3 separate regions of the Danio rerio genome follow, and regions 1 and 2 are each linked to region 3. Evidence: chromatin contacts called from public Micro-C data. All regions are on one chromosome and are shown on one strand. Each heading gives the region's core, a stretch centred on a gene start, on an enhancer-like site or on the middle of the called end of the contact. The rest is flanking DNA. Distances are from core to core; before and after follow the strand shown. Region 1 overlaps crb1 (crumbs cell polarity complex component 1). Region 2 overlaps dennd1b (DENN/MADD domain containing 1B). Region 3 has its middle 15 kb from the start of ptprc.

Region 1 (4,689 bases), core at 1,893-4,392, 430 kb before region 3:
ACTTTCAGCTGTATAGAAGTGTCTTAAAAAATATCTAGTCAAATGTTATTTACTGTCATCATGGCAAAAATAAAATAAATTAGTTTTTGAAATGAGTTATTAAAAATATTTTGTTTAGAAATGTGCTGAAGAAATCTCTCAGTTAAACAGAAATTGGGAAAAAAATAAACAGGGGGGCTGGTAATTCTGACTTCAACTGTACAGTATATGCAGTAAGTTGTTGATATACACTTCGTGTTTATAGACACACTGTTTGAGAAGCTTATGTTACACCAGAATTAGTACTCAAATCTAGAGATATAGTTTTAGTAAGTGTAAAAAACAACAACAACAAAACAAGATATCAATCTTTTAGCTGAAAGAATCCACACACAAAAAAGATTTTAAAGTACTAATTCACCCAAAATGAAAATTCTGTCATTAGTTACTCATCCTCCACTGCTTTAAAACCTAAGTTTAAATAGGTGAGTTTTTTTATCCCTGAAGAATGTTAGAAGACACAGCTATTGACTTCCATAGCTTATACCATGAATGTCAGGGGCTGATTTTTTCCAACAATCTCCAGAATCTCTTGTTTTAATCAGAAGAAAGAAATTCATAAACGTTTGTGTAAATGTTAAGGAAGAATTCATCTCTTTAATCTAGGTGTTTGCGACCAACTGCACTATAAAGCAAAACCGTGTGTAATGGAACTTCTGAACTTCCTCATGTAACAACAAAACACTGTTAACACACACACACGATGTGTTCAAATCTGCTTTAAAAACACTGCTGATCAAGTGCAGGAAAGGCTGTGGGCAGCATATCAATAACCCTAAAGGCTGACTGCGAGCTTCCAGTTTGAGTCTGTTTGATCCGGGATGAGGTCTGTCCAGATGGCATGTGTAATAAGCCATGCCGAGATCTCGGATTGGCATGTTTTGCGCTCAGCACCGCTGTCTGTGATGTTGCAGGTAGCAGCTGTGAGCTGGAGATTGATGAGTGTCAGTCACAGCCCTGTCTCCACGGCGCCAGTTGCCATGACCACATCAATGGCTTCACGTGCACATGCCTGGCGGGTTTCCAGGGCGAGAGCTGTGAAATCAACATCGACGAGTGCCGTGACCAGCCATGCCAAAACGGGGCTCTGTGTGTGGATGAAATCAATAGGTAGGATATATTTCCATGCTGCCATTTTATTTTCGCTCAAGGTTTACTTAGTGGAAATGAAAAATTCAATTAATTTCTACTGTTCTTTTGTTTCATTTAGTTCATCTTAGGTCAGACAAATATATATATATATATATATATATATATATATATATATATATATATATATATATATATATATATATATATATATACATATAACAAAACCATAAAACCACACTCTAAAGTATCAGGAAAACACAATTATACACTAATTAGGCACATGAAAAATAAGAAAACATATCACATACATACACAAATGTATACATAGGCATGGGATGAGAACCTGTTTCAAGGTTTACAGCGGTTCGGACAAAGTCAAGGTTTTAAAACCGCTAAAATGTTCTGTTATAACGTTCCTAAGGTGTTTTGTTATGTGTTGTAAAGAAAACCGTGCTTTCGAAGTTGAAGATAGCAGAAGTCAATGATTTATTTTAATTATTTACTGTTCCAAAATATTATGAATGTTTTCTAAAATGAAATATGTTGCTATACAGTTAAAGTCAGAAATATTAAACCCCCTGAATTATTAGCCCTCATTTCTAATTACTGATTTATTTTATCTTTGCCATGATGACAGTACATAATATTTGACTAGATATTTTTCAAGACACTTCTTAAAGTGACATTTAAAGGCTTAACTAGGTTAATTAGATTAACTAGGTAGGATAGTGTAATTAGGCAAGTTATTGTATAACGGTGGTTTATTCTGTAGACTATGTATAACGGTGGTTTATTCTGTAGACTATCGAAAAAAATATATAGCTTAAAGGGGCTAATAATATTGACCTTAAAATGGTTTTTAAAAAATTAAGAACTGCTTTTATTTCAGCCAAAATAAAACAAATAAGAAGAAAAAATATTTTCTGACATACTGTGAAAATTTCCTTGCTCTATTAAACACAATTCAGAAATTATTTGTAAAAGAAAAACACTTTCAAAGGGGGGGTGGGGGACTAATAAATCTGACTTTAACTGTATATTGTTAAATGTGATAAAAAAAAATAAAAAAAGAACAAAAGAATTTCAAGCAGCAAGAGTTTATATATAGTTCTGTCTGATTCTCGAATTATTATTAAGACCTATCACGCTGCTATCAGCCAATCAGATTCGAGAATCAGACAGAACTATATATAAACTCTTGCTGCTTGAAATTTTTTTTGTTCGTTCATCTTTTCATCTCTCAACTCTGTCAAACTGAATAAAAATATTAGGTTAAACTTTGTATGACTAAAAAAAAAAAAAAACAAGTTGAAACCCAATTCATTTAATAAAATAAGTTAAAGTAACATAAAAATGTTGTCATTCTTTGGTCATATAATTTGGTAGAGGTATATTTGTAAATATGTCCTTGTTCATGACAGCTTTTTAAAATGTAAACAAATATAATTAAATCATAAAATATGCTGTATACCATACTGTAATAATTGATTTACTGTATATGTTTATTAAATATTTCCAAAGTGTTATAATGGAGAGAAGATATTTCAACACAATTTTTAAAAACACAAGTTTTAATAACTCATCTCTGATAACTAATTTCTTTAGTCTTTACCATAATAATAGTACATAATATATTTCTAATAATTTTGCAAGGTACTAGTTTTCAGCTTAGTGCCGTTTTAAGGCCTTAACTAGGTTAACTACAAGTTAGATCAGTTAGTCACTGTTCAGTAGCCAACCAGTGCTTAACACACTGCTTAAATAAACTGCAGTAACCATCTTAATGATTCTAAAATAGGTTAATTCATATAGTGTTTTTCATTGCTGGAATGTGTTCTCATTAGCTTCACCTATTGTAATATAATAACACAGCAAATGTAAGATAATTTTGGTAGTGAAATATGCATGCATGTATAAATAGTATAGCCTATATGTTGTAGCTACCGCTGTGACTGCTCACAGACTGCTAACTTCACTGGTGTTGACTGTGAGATCCCGCCTCCGCCCTGCTGGTCTCAACCCTGCCTCAACAGCGCCCTCTGTGAGAATCAACAGGAGAACTACACCTGCAACTGCTGGCCAGGTGACTCGCAGAATGACTTGTATATCAAGTTAAAGTATGATTTTGCATTAAACGGAATTGATGGATTGGATTTGGAAATGTATCTGGTAACATCTGATTAAAAATGTTTATGTAGGCTAATATCCTCCTGAGACCCATTTTTTTCTGTGATTCCCTACATCCTTTGGCTTAAAAAAAGTTTTATTTAGAGTTTTTACATTTTGTTTTTATTTTTAATTTTACAGCATGCCCACTGTAGTGGACCACGGGACCATTTTAGTTTGAAACGACCGCCAAACTCAGACAACAAAGCTGTCCAGGATGTGGCTGTAAAGGGATATTAATCCAATATTAATGTAACAAAAATTAAACAAAAGCCATTTTTTCCTTTTATTTTTAATTTCCTGAAACAGCTTAGTCTGAGAGAGCCAAAAAAAAAGAAGAAGTGATGTTAATTCAAAATAAATTTAAAATAAAAGTGATTTAAAACTGATTGTCATTCACTAATTGTCTCTAATTCTCTGATTGTCAAACTTTGTCAGAGTCCCCCTCAACTATCTTATCATCTCTGCTTCAGTTCTGCCTCCTACAACATGCAGTCACTAATTACATTAAGATGTTCCTGTTGTCCACTATAGTGGACATTTTAAAAAGGATGATATTTTGAAACACAAACAAGTTAACTGCTTTGAAAGCTAAATATATTGTTCCTGACACTTTAATAAACATATATATCTAATAATAATAGTAAAAAAAAAACTTTTAAAAAGTTAAAGTTTACATACTTCTCTCCTCTTCATGAAATGTGCTTTTTTTATGTCGGCCATTTTGGATGAAGTGTAAGAAGTGGTTCCTAGCATGCCAGCCAATCAAATGACATATCACCAGAAAGCCCGGGATGTCCTCTGAACAGTACAACAGGACTTGACAGAGTAGCTCAAAAAATTCTAAAAAAATTCATGAAAACACAATGTCCACTACAGAGGACACAAGTCAATGGGTGGGGTCTCTCAATCTTTAATTTCAGAAATCCCCTTAAAGTTACAAATCATTCAAAAAAGTAAAGGGTTACTCATGCTCCACTTGGGAGATTATTTCTTCTGTAGAACACAAAGAAATCTTGGGGGGAGACTACCATTGACTCCCATAGTATTTTCTTTGTTTTATTCCAACTACAGATGTCAGTTCTTACGTTTTATTTTTGAACAACTTAATTGTTTTATGTTCAATCCACTTACATTTATAAAAATAATTAAGGTAACTTAATCGATTTTATTGGTACAACATGAAAGAATTAAATTAACTTATTAGTTTTTACAAATTTTAGTCAATTACACATAAAACAATTAAGTTGTCCCCAAAAAAACTTAAGAACTGTGTTGTTTCAGCTCATTTAAAATGAGTAGTTTGAACAAACATCCTTTTTAGTGTGTAGAAGGAATACTGCTCTGGCTCAAAGTTAACAAGAATTATTTATATTATACATTAAATGATTC
Region 2 (4,638 bases), core at 241-2,740, 280 kb before region 3:
TAATTTTTTAAAAACCATTTTAAGGTATATTTTTTTCGATAGTCTACAGATCAAATCATCGTTATACAATAACTTGCCTAATTATGCTTACTTAAAACAACAAGTTAGACATAATATTTCTCAAGAAATGCCTCTTTAATTAACCTATCACACAAAAACATATTTGAACAACAAATTTTATTATAATGGTGAAATCTCTATGTTTGTATCCAACAGAAATATGACTGATTTTAATGCTCATTAGAAAAACAATTTAAGTAACTTAAGCTATGATCTGGAAAGTGCATTTCTTTCAACTCTTGAATTCTTTTGAAATCTGTTTTCATAAAATAGTATAAATCCATAAACAGTTGAGGTCAGAATTATTAAACCCTCTTTGATTTTTTTTATATTTCCCAAATGATGCTTAATTGAGCAAAGAAATTTTCACAGTGTGTCTGATAATATTTTTTCTTCTAGATAAAGTCTTGTTTGTTTTATTTCGGCTAGAATAAAAACAGTTTTTAATTTTTAAAAAACATTTTAAGGTCAAAATTATTAGCCCCTTTAAGCTATATTTTTATTCGATATTCTACAGAATAAACTATAGTGATACAATAACTTGCTTAATTACTCTAACCTGCTTAGTTAACCTAATTAACCTAGTTAAGCCAATAAATGTCACATTAAGCTGTATAGAAGTGTCTTGAAAAATATCTAGTCAAATATTATTTACTATCATCATGGCAAAGACAAAATAAATCAGTTATAAGAGATGAGTTATCAAAACTATTATGTTTAGAAATGTGTTGAAAATGTGAGAAAAATCTCTCCGTTAAACAGAAATTGGGGAAAAAATAACAGGGGGAATAATAATTTAGGGGGTTCAACTGTTACTTGTTTTCAAAAAATATAGTTTCATGAACCAATTGATCACGCAATGAATCTTTATTATACTATGTTCAAATCTGTCATCATATGTACTGATTTGATGATGCAAACTGTCAAAATTCTAAAAAGAAAATTTAACTAATAACAAATGAATGTTTAAAGACTCAACGAAAGATTGAGGATAAAACAAATCGGTCATGTTCTCATTTCTCTTACCTGAGCAAGCAGATGCAGAGCTTGCAGCCGGACGTCAGCCGACAGAACCCAAACCTCTGCTTGCTTTCAATGTCTGTGAGCACAAACGTGAAGTTCTGGCCCACCTGAGTCGGAGAAACTCTGCAGGCCACCAAACAAACACACAAAAAGCACACATCATTTACAAATATATAAATCACACACACTACTTCAAGGATATATGATCCAAACACTGTAAACAACACCAACTAAATCTTATAATCCACAATCATAACTGACTTAAATATTAAAAAGGATCATCTTAATCTAATTTCACACCCATTTGAAAGCAGAAAGATACATTTTGTAGCCTCTAACAGCTGAAAGTGACAGGAGAGAGTCTTAGATCTCCACTAGATGGCAGCAATAAGGCTTCAGCAAAACGGCTTCAGCAAAACGGCAATGAACTTGTAACACTGCACATAAACTATACAACAGCACTTTCCATTTTTCATTTCCACAAGCAAACACACACCTTTATGTGGACTTTCCCATATAGACACGATGATCTTCATACTGTACAAACTGAATATTCTACCCCCATAAACCCAACCCAGTAAACAATCTGCATGCTTTCATTGACCAAAATACTCAATTCTGTGTGATTTATGAGCCGTTTTCCTCATAAATACCAATAAGTAGTAAATAAAACATCCTCACAAGGTCTAAATGTACTGATACTGTTGCATTAGTGGACATTGGACATTAGGAATGTAAGAAATACAAGGCACGCACACACACACACACAGGCTGTCTGTGAGAATATTATTGCGTCCTTCGGTCAGAACAGGCATTGTTTCCTTGTTGGATGAAGGTTTCGTTTATTCCGGCAGCGTTTAAATGAAGGGTCTGACATTAGGAACAGAAGTATGGAGGTGTGCGGCTCCACCCTGTGAGTCATTTGCGACAGCCTCTTGAGCATGTGTGAATGCGTGTTGTATAAACAAACATCCTCGTCTTTCCCAATTCACACATCGATTGGCTTATTTGCTGGGAAGCGAGAGGGATGTCCTACCTTTCCACGTCAAATGGGAAGCAGAACTTAGGCACTGTCTGCAGGACCTCCTGAAAAGAAATGAGAGAGGGGGAGAGAAAGAGTGAGACACACACACACACACACACACACACACACACACACACACACACACACATTACAGACCATTCAAGGGATAAGGCTTAATTAATGACTTGAAGATGACATGACAAGAGGATTATGTGATGAACAGATGACATGTTGCTAGGGTGTTTCTATGAGGTTGCTAACATGTATTGAGTGCCTAAAGAGTGTCGGTGTGAAGGCAAAAAATTGTGAATGTTTATGTTGCTAGCACACATTGTTATTCTTTAGGTGAACACTTAATCCATGCTGAAGTTAATCCAGTGAAGAAAATGGTAATCTTCAAAGTCTGACTATTTGTTTCTACGTTTGGAGCGGCCGTCCTTTACTTTTTACATCAGTTTGAACACTTCAGCCACAATATTCTTAAACACCATTAGTTCTAGGGAATAACGAAAAATTTGTACCAACAAATCCATGCCTGTCATGTTGTGGTTGCCAGATTTTATTCTGATATAAGCTTAAAGGAATTTTCGCCAATTTTGTTGTGTATTTAGTAAAAAAAAAATGAAAAAAGTTAAAAAGTCTAAATTCAAGTCTCTGTGATGTTATGGTTGCCAGATATAATTCTGACATTAGCTTAAAATAATTTTTACCCATTTTGTTTCGTGTATTTAAGTGTGTGTTGTGCGTTTAGTGGGAAAAAAAGTTTAAAAAGCCTAAATTCAAGTCTCTGTGATGTTATGGTTGCCAGATATTATTCTGATATAAGCTTAATGGAATTTCCGCCCAATTTGTTTTGTGTATTTAGGTGTGTGTTGTGTATTTAGTCAAAAAAAGTTTAAAAAGTATAAATCCAAGTCTCTGTGATGTTATGGTTGCCAGATATTATTCTAATATAAGCTTAAAGGAATTTTTCACCCAACTTGTTTTGTCTGTATCATCTGTTTATCTCATAAACTGTGTTAACCAGAGTTGTTAATCAATGTGATTAATGTTTTTAATCATTACTAATTGGCTGGAAAAATATTATCAGACATACTGTGAAAATTTCCTTGCTTTGTTAAACATCATTTTGGAAATATTTAAAAAAAAGACAAAAAAATTCAAAGGGGGCTAATAATTCTGACTTCAACTATGTATATTAGTTAGGGCTGCACAATATATAATTTCAGCATTGATATCGCAATGTGGGCATCGCAATAGTCACAATCGCAAAAATATGCAATGTCCAGTCTGAATTATAATTGACCAGGAGGTATAGAATTGTTTTTAATAACTGTATTTATATGGATTTTATATGATTTATGCAACAATTTTTTTATATATTTTTTTTAGAATTTTTATCTTGTTTCTAGTCCAAATATCTACATTTCACATTAAAAAAAAAAAAAAAAAAAAAAAAAAATTATATATATATATATATATATATATATATATATATATATATATATATATATATATATATATATATATATATATGTATATATATATATATATATGTATATATATATGTATATATATATATATATATGTATATATATATATATATATATATGTATATATATATATATATATATATATATATATGTATATATATATATATATATATGTATATATATATATATATATATGTATATATATATATATATATATATATATATATATATATATATATATATATATATATATATATATATATATATATATATATATATATATATATATATATATATATATATATTTCATTTACCCCACTGGCAGATAATTTCTTCAAAACAAGCAAAATCTCTTGATTTTCACTTATTCCTTCTGACAGATAAAGCTCACCAATATTTTTACTTGGTCTATTCTATATATTTAGACTAGAAACAAGATAAAAAAAGTAAGAGAGCATTGATACTGTTTAATGTCTGTACTCGAATACTGTTTGACTCCGTCAACCAGTCAAATACTGCTATTCAAATATCTTCTGAAACATATATATATATATATATTTTTTTTTTTTTTTTTTAAATAAAAATGGCTGCATGCTGTATCCTGCCAAAATAAAAGTAGCAAAAACTTTACATGTCTACAACACAGAGATAAAGACTACACAGTTGTTTTCAAATCACAAGTCGAACTGATTAGTGTAAAGTACACCTTCTGCATGGCTTTGGCTTGTGAGGCAAAATGCGTAAAGCAGTTCCAAAGAACTACCTGTTAAGCAGAACAGTGGATGGCAAATGAATGTGCAAACCAATGGATTTAAAGGGAAACTCCACCAAGCTGATGTAGAGGGGAGGGTGATCAGAGGCTAAAATAATTAGCGGCCATTAGCTCATTGATCGTTTCGCTTGTGGTGTGGGGACGACGGAGGTGACAGCAGATTGTTGGGACAATGGCTGAGTAGCACCAGGGGTTTAGTGGAAGAAAGATTGGGAGTGTGTGTGTGTGAGTCGGGGGGTGTGTGTTGGCGAAAGGAGGCCCAGCCT
Region 3 (5,000 bases), core at 2,161-4,660:
ATACTCATTTGCTGTCTCACAATTTACATACTATCCATCCTAAATAGTATTTAAAAATAGAATAGGTATATCCAAAATCGTAGTATGTTGAAAATAGTATGCCAAAGGTTTCCAAATGGTTTACTATTTCCGGTAAAAATTTTAAGTGTAGCAGTGTCCACACTCTAACCGCTGATATTGCCCTCAGTACATTGGGCAATGGACGTAAATTTGATTAGAACTAAAAACGGAAAGATGTTTGTAAAACTGTTAAGTAATATCAGCCCACAGGAAAATATTTAAATCACGTTTTCTATGTCATATTTCATCCGCAACAACAACAACAATAACAACACCAAACTTATATAAAGACGTGTTTTGACATTGACGTCTGAATGCATAATTATACCTAAAAAAGAATTCTCTGTATCTCTCCGCTTTTTCAATAAGGTAGGAAATTAAATATGGAAAAAAATGTGGATGATGTGTAGTATGTCCCAAAGCTTGCATAATCTTCGTTTACACACTCAAAAGTACATACTTTTTCCATCACAAAAAAGTACATACTTTTAGGGGGTAGTATAAGAATGTGAATTGGGATGCAACAGTCTTGGAAACACATTTTCCAATGTGGTATTCCAGCTAGATTAAGGTGAATTTTAATTTATTATTTATAATACCATAGTAAAAAGAGTTTAAGAGGGAATTTATTGTTAACTAAAAACAAAAGGCATCCTATTTTGGCTGTTTATTTAGATGGTGACATTTTGGAGGCCTGTCGGAGCACTCACTCTGGTGGTTGGGAAAATTCCAATTTGAACCAAACAATCCATTACAAATGGCTTAAGATTGACAAGCAAAATTCGGGACATTGCAACCTGCAGAACCTGGGGAACTTTAAAAAAAAAAGATGAATGAGAGGACCGGATGTAGGCTACACAGACGTGTAGTATCACCACCTACAGGTCGAATATGCATAATGCAACAGTTTTGTCATTTCATGTATCTCTCGAATCTGCCATTGTTGCAATTATGTCAGTATTCCCTTTTCCGTAGCCTAATTTAATTGTAACTATAGTTATGCAGGCTTTTTAAAGCCACTGTGTTGGGCTAGCTACTTGAAAAATATAGTAAGCTATTAGTTACTCAAATATTTGTATCACCCATACTGTATAACTTATTTTCTGTGGGCTGTTTGATTTTAAACATGACTTAGTGGCCTAAATATGAACACAATCAACTATGTAACAGAATAAAGCCACGCATATGCACAAAAGCCAGTGATCTCTCCAGTCCACAGCCACAATTTCCTTAAGCAGATAGTACAGCTGATATTTGTGAGTATGAAATATAATGTACGAGCATTAAATGTTCAGACAAGTCTCGATATACAATGACACGTTTTTGTTTAATTCATTTTTGTATGGGAGCATGGCTGTTTCATAGTCAGAGGACAGAGGAAGGTGTTTTAATGGCTCTTTATCATTATCCACCCTGATGAGACACAGCGAACGTTGACACCCGTAATGTCATTTATACCCCTCTGTGACTGTGTGTGTGCAGGTGGAAGATGATAAAGACAAACACATCACACACACAGCCCCCTGCCCTCTGGTGCAGCATGGGAGAGGAGAGGGGCTTCAGGGCGTAACTCCGCCGCTTTAAGCTGTCCTTGTTAGGAAGCTGTCAATCAAAAACAAGACCTGGCTAACTTTGCCTCACAGTGTTGTAACCTTCGGCAAGAGAGATATTTTTATTTCCTGAAGAAGCCGATTTAAGGTCAGTTCTGCTGCACTAATAATCATAGACCTCAGAATAATAGGAAAATGAGGATGATGACTATTTTTTAAGAGCTGGTGAGGTGGTTTATGCAGATATGTAAATCGCACAGGTCAACCTCAGAGGCAGGCGAACAGAATTAGTCAAGGTAGGTGAACAAGACCCAGTGGTGGATAAACACTGCCATCAAGTGGTAGATGTGAACAATTTCTCTTTTATTTAGCATTTTATAAACGGTAAGTGATTTAAAAAGCTTACATGCAAACTGAACTGAAAGGGATGTAAAAGAATCTTAAGATTTAGTCACACTTAAGTCTTATGAGATTTTCTCAGCTCAACTAAGTATGTTTGGAAAAATGGTGTTAACCAAAAAGTTAATGGGGACTTTGGTTACCTATAGGTATATCTTATTTTGTGCAGGCTGAAGTGAAGGGTGATGATGATAGAATTTATTTTTGTGTGAACTATTTGCTTTATTGGCATTTGAGTATGACCTGCTCTGGGGGTACAGCCTCTATTGAAAGAGGTGGTTCTTTTTTCTCAGTAATAAGTGGAGCTTTGTGCAGTTATCCTCCTTAATTTCTTTTAAATTATGAGGTTTAAATACTGCATAGTAGTGACATTTTATGCAATCTTTGCTGCATTAGCTTCTCCGATGGTGATCATAACCAGACTTTTTGATCTTGAGTTTACCATACTATTTCACCACAAAGTGTTTATTTAGAAATGTGCATTTAAACTGTAAGTTATTACAACTTTATAGATAATGGTATGAGATTAGAATTTTTTATTAAAAATGTAGAATAAAGGGAGATGAAAAAAATACTTATTTTTAAAATGCAAATTTGTTATCATGCATCATTAAAAAAATACAATTATGATTCTGTTAAAACTTATTAAAAACATACAATATACATACATACAACTTAAAAACTGTAGCCTGTAGATAAATAACAAACTGATTGGCTCATTTCTTCAGTCAGAATTTGTAAAATTTAATAATTACAAATTTTATTTGTCTTACAGCCTTCTTTTATCGGTTATTTTCACAATTTATGATGCATACTGTCAAAAATGGGACAAATGAACTTAAATAGACTATTTTGAGGGATGTAAACAACAATGGTCCAAATGTATTTCCTGTTTTACATTTTTAATTTCAATAGCTTCAGAGAATCTAAAAAAGTAAAAATCATGATAAATAATCCTGTAATAACGTCAGCTTATGATTGAATTGCCTATTGTTACAGTTATCGAACAGTTTGACAACAAGAAGGAAATTCTCATGGGTCAATGACATCAGCACATTGAAATGGTCTATAGAGGCCAAATTCTGCACTTTGTCATTGGGGGGTGGGTCTTTCGAACCACTCGAACACCCCCTGGCTATGAGTCTGGGTGACACAAACGTGCTAGATACAGTGGTAAGGCTCCTACAAAGACCTTAAATATTGATACACCTAAACATTTTCATTTTACTTTAACAGAGACTTAAAAATCCCACATAAAGACTTTTTTAAAACCCTAATCAAACGTTTCTGGTTATCAGATTGTTTTACAAGCATTGTAAAGAATATTTTCTACCTTTGACATCACATACAAACTGCAGAGTAGGCCTATAGTTAGCACACACTCTTTCTTATACAATATTAGCGTGCGTTAGTTGTCATGTGACATTGTGGCTAGCACAAAAGAGGCGGTAATTCCTGGTATGAATTTGTTATTATAAAGAGATCTTTTTTAGAATGAAAAAAATAAAATAAATGCTGATGCTGTCGATGTAAGACACAGCTGTCCACAAAAAGGAACTTTTGTTCTTACCAAACGTTTTCTCGTGAAAGGAAGTGAAACTACTGCAGTCCTCACGTCACCGTGTTCTTGTAATTGCTCACAACTTAAGCGCCTTAAACAAAACTTTATGCAAATTAACGTCCAGACTTGCGCTAAAAGTGCCAAAAACATGCTAAAACGCCCATATACTTGTCTTCAGTTCAGATCTTGAGATGATGTTTTTGTTTCACACCCTTTTCAACTAGAAAAACCTTTTTCTCACATAGTTATTTATAGGAATTTGACATTTTAAATAAACCTGTTGTTTTGTGTTAGATACTTGATGTTGGACTGGATAGTTTAAATATAACTATAAAATAAAGGTGATAATGCAGACCAGAGAATATAGAACAAACACAGCAGACACACAATGTCATATGACGTTAACATTAGATCAGATTTACGTCGCCAGCGTCTAAGAACGATGTTATTTTGACTTTCAGTAATTTTGTGAAATGACATTGATATTTGTTTGATTTTAGGTTGTTATGTGTGACCAAAATCCAACAACGAGCTGTTTTTAGTGACCAAAATCCAACAATGAGCTGTTTATAGTGACCAAAATCCAACAACGAGCTGTTTTTAGTAACCAAAATCCAACAACGAGCTGTTTTTAGTGACCAAAACCAACAATGAGCCAACATCTTAATCCAACGTCATATTGACATCAAATTTATTCATCAGGTATAGCAACCAAAATATAATGTCTGATAGATGTTATATTAGTAACGTCCACACAACGTCAAGTTGTAACATCATTAAACATTGATATTTAGTCAATTTTATGTTGTGTTGGAAAGTAACCAAAATCCAACATGAAAAGTCAACATGTCAACAACAAAAGTCAACATGTTAAACCAACGTCATTTTAACGTCAAATACTGACATTTATTTGTCAAGTATGGCAGCAAAATCGTCTGATAGATGCTATATCAGTAAAGTCCACGTAACGTCAAGCTGTAACATCATTAGACGTTGATTTTTTTAGGTAGCATTGGAAAGTAACCTAAAATACAACATCTGTTCGGCGTAGGACATTAATGTTGGCCTGATGTCAAACCGATTTTCATTTCTAAATACAATACAACGTCCCACAACTTTGATGTACAACTAGGGACGGATTTAACCAATAAGGAAAGTAAGCGACCGCTTAGGAGGCCCCCAATAAATATCTAGAAGTATAAATTATACCAATAAACATAATTTTTTAATTATATTTTGTATAGTGAGAGTCAAACAAATAATTTTTTACGTAATTAAAAATAGTTTAATTTACAATAAAATATAATATTGTTGTAATAACGTAATGTTATGTAATAATATGAAAAAATATCCACCACCCTCAATCATGGAACAGTCCAGCAGTAAAATTTATAAAAGATGTATTATTATTTTTAGTTGTAAATTAATTT

What was found. A called contact is a pair of places that touch in the nucleus more often than the background predicts.
Region 1: a contact with region 3 is called in a Micro-C map of caudal fin, with 7 times the contacts expected there. The contact joins two enhancer-like sites. A contact is called at or near these places in 2 of 18 Hi-C or Micro-C datasets (caudal fin and an unstated tissue) and 1 of 4 datasets of contacts at active chromatin or transcription factors (caudal fin).
Region 2: a contact with region 3 is called in a Micro-C map of caudal fin, with 3 times the contacts expected there. The contact joins two enhancer-like sites. A contact is called at or near these places in 2 of 18 Hi-C or Micro-C datasets (caudal fin and hematopoietic stem cells).

What each region holds. Positions count from the first base shown.
Region 1 is chr22:23,341,919-23,346,607 of GRCz12tu, reverse strand. crb1 (crumbs cell polarity complex component 1) reads left to right here. Exons shown (of 13, transcript NM_001044943.1): 3 at 954-1,149; 4 at 3,072-3,214. Among named protein-coding and RNA genes, the nearest start is that of crb1, 21 kb to the left of the region's middle. Within about 2 kb of position 3,142, at least 26 of the 62 cell types and tissues checked have an H3K27ac peak or open chromatin away from gene starts, as enhancers often do.
Region 2 is chr22:23,187,728-23,192,365 of GRCz12tu, reverse strand. It overlaps dennd1b (DENN/MADD domain containing 1B), which reads right to left. Exons shown (of 21, transcript XM_073937882.1): 3 at 2,120-2,169; 4 at 1,087-1,206. Among named protein-coding and RNA genes, the nearest start is that of dennd1b, 85 kb to the right of the region's middle. Within about 2 kb of position 1,490, at least 2 of the 62 cell types and tissues checked have an H3K27ac peak or open chromatin away from gene starts, as enhancers often do. A contact at or near this core is called in caudal fin, where this site is marked.
Region 3 is chr22:22,910,246-22,915,245 of GRCz12tu, reverse strand. No RefSeq gene overlaps it. Among named protein-coding and RNA genes, the nearest start is that of ptprc, 15 kb to the right of the region's middle. Within about 2 kb of position 3,410, at least 9 of the 62 cell types and tissues checked have an H3K27ac peak or open chromatin away from gene starts, as enhancers often do. A contact at or near this core is called in caudal fin, where this site is marked.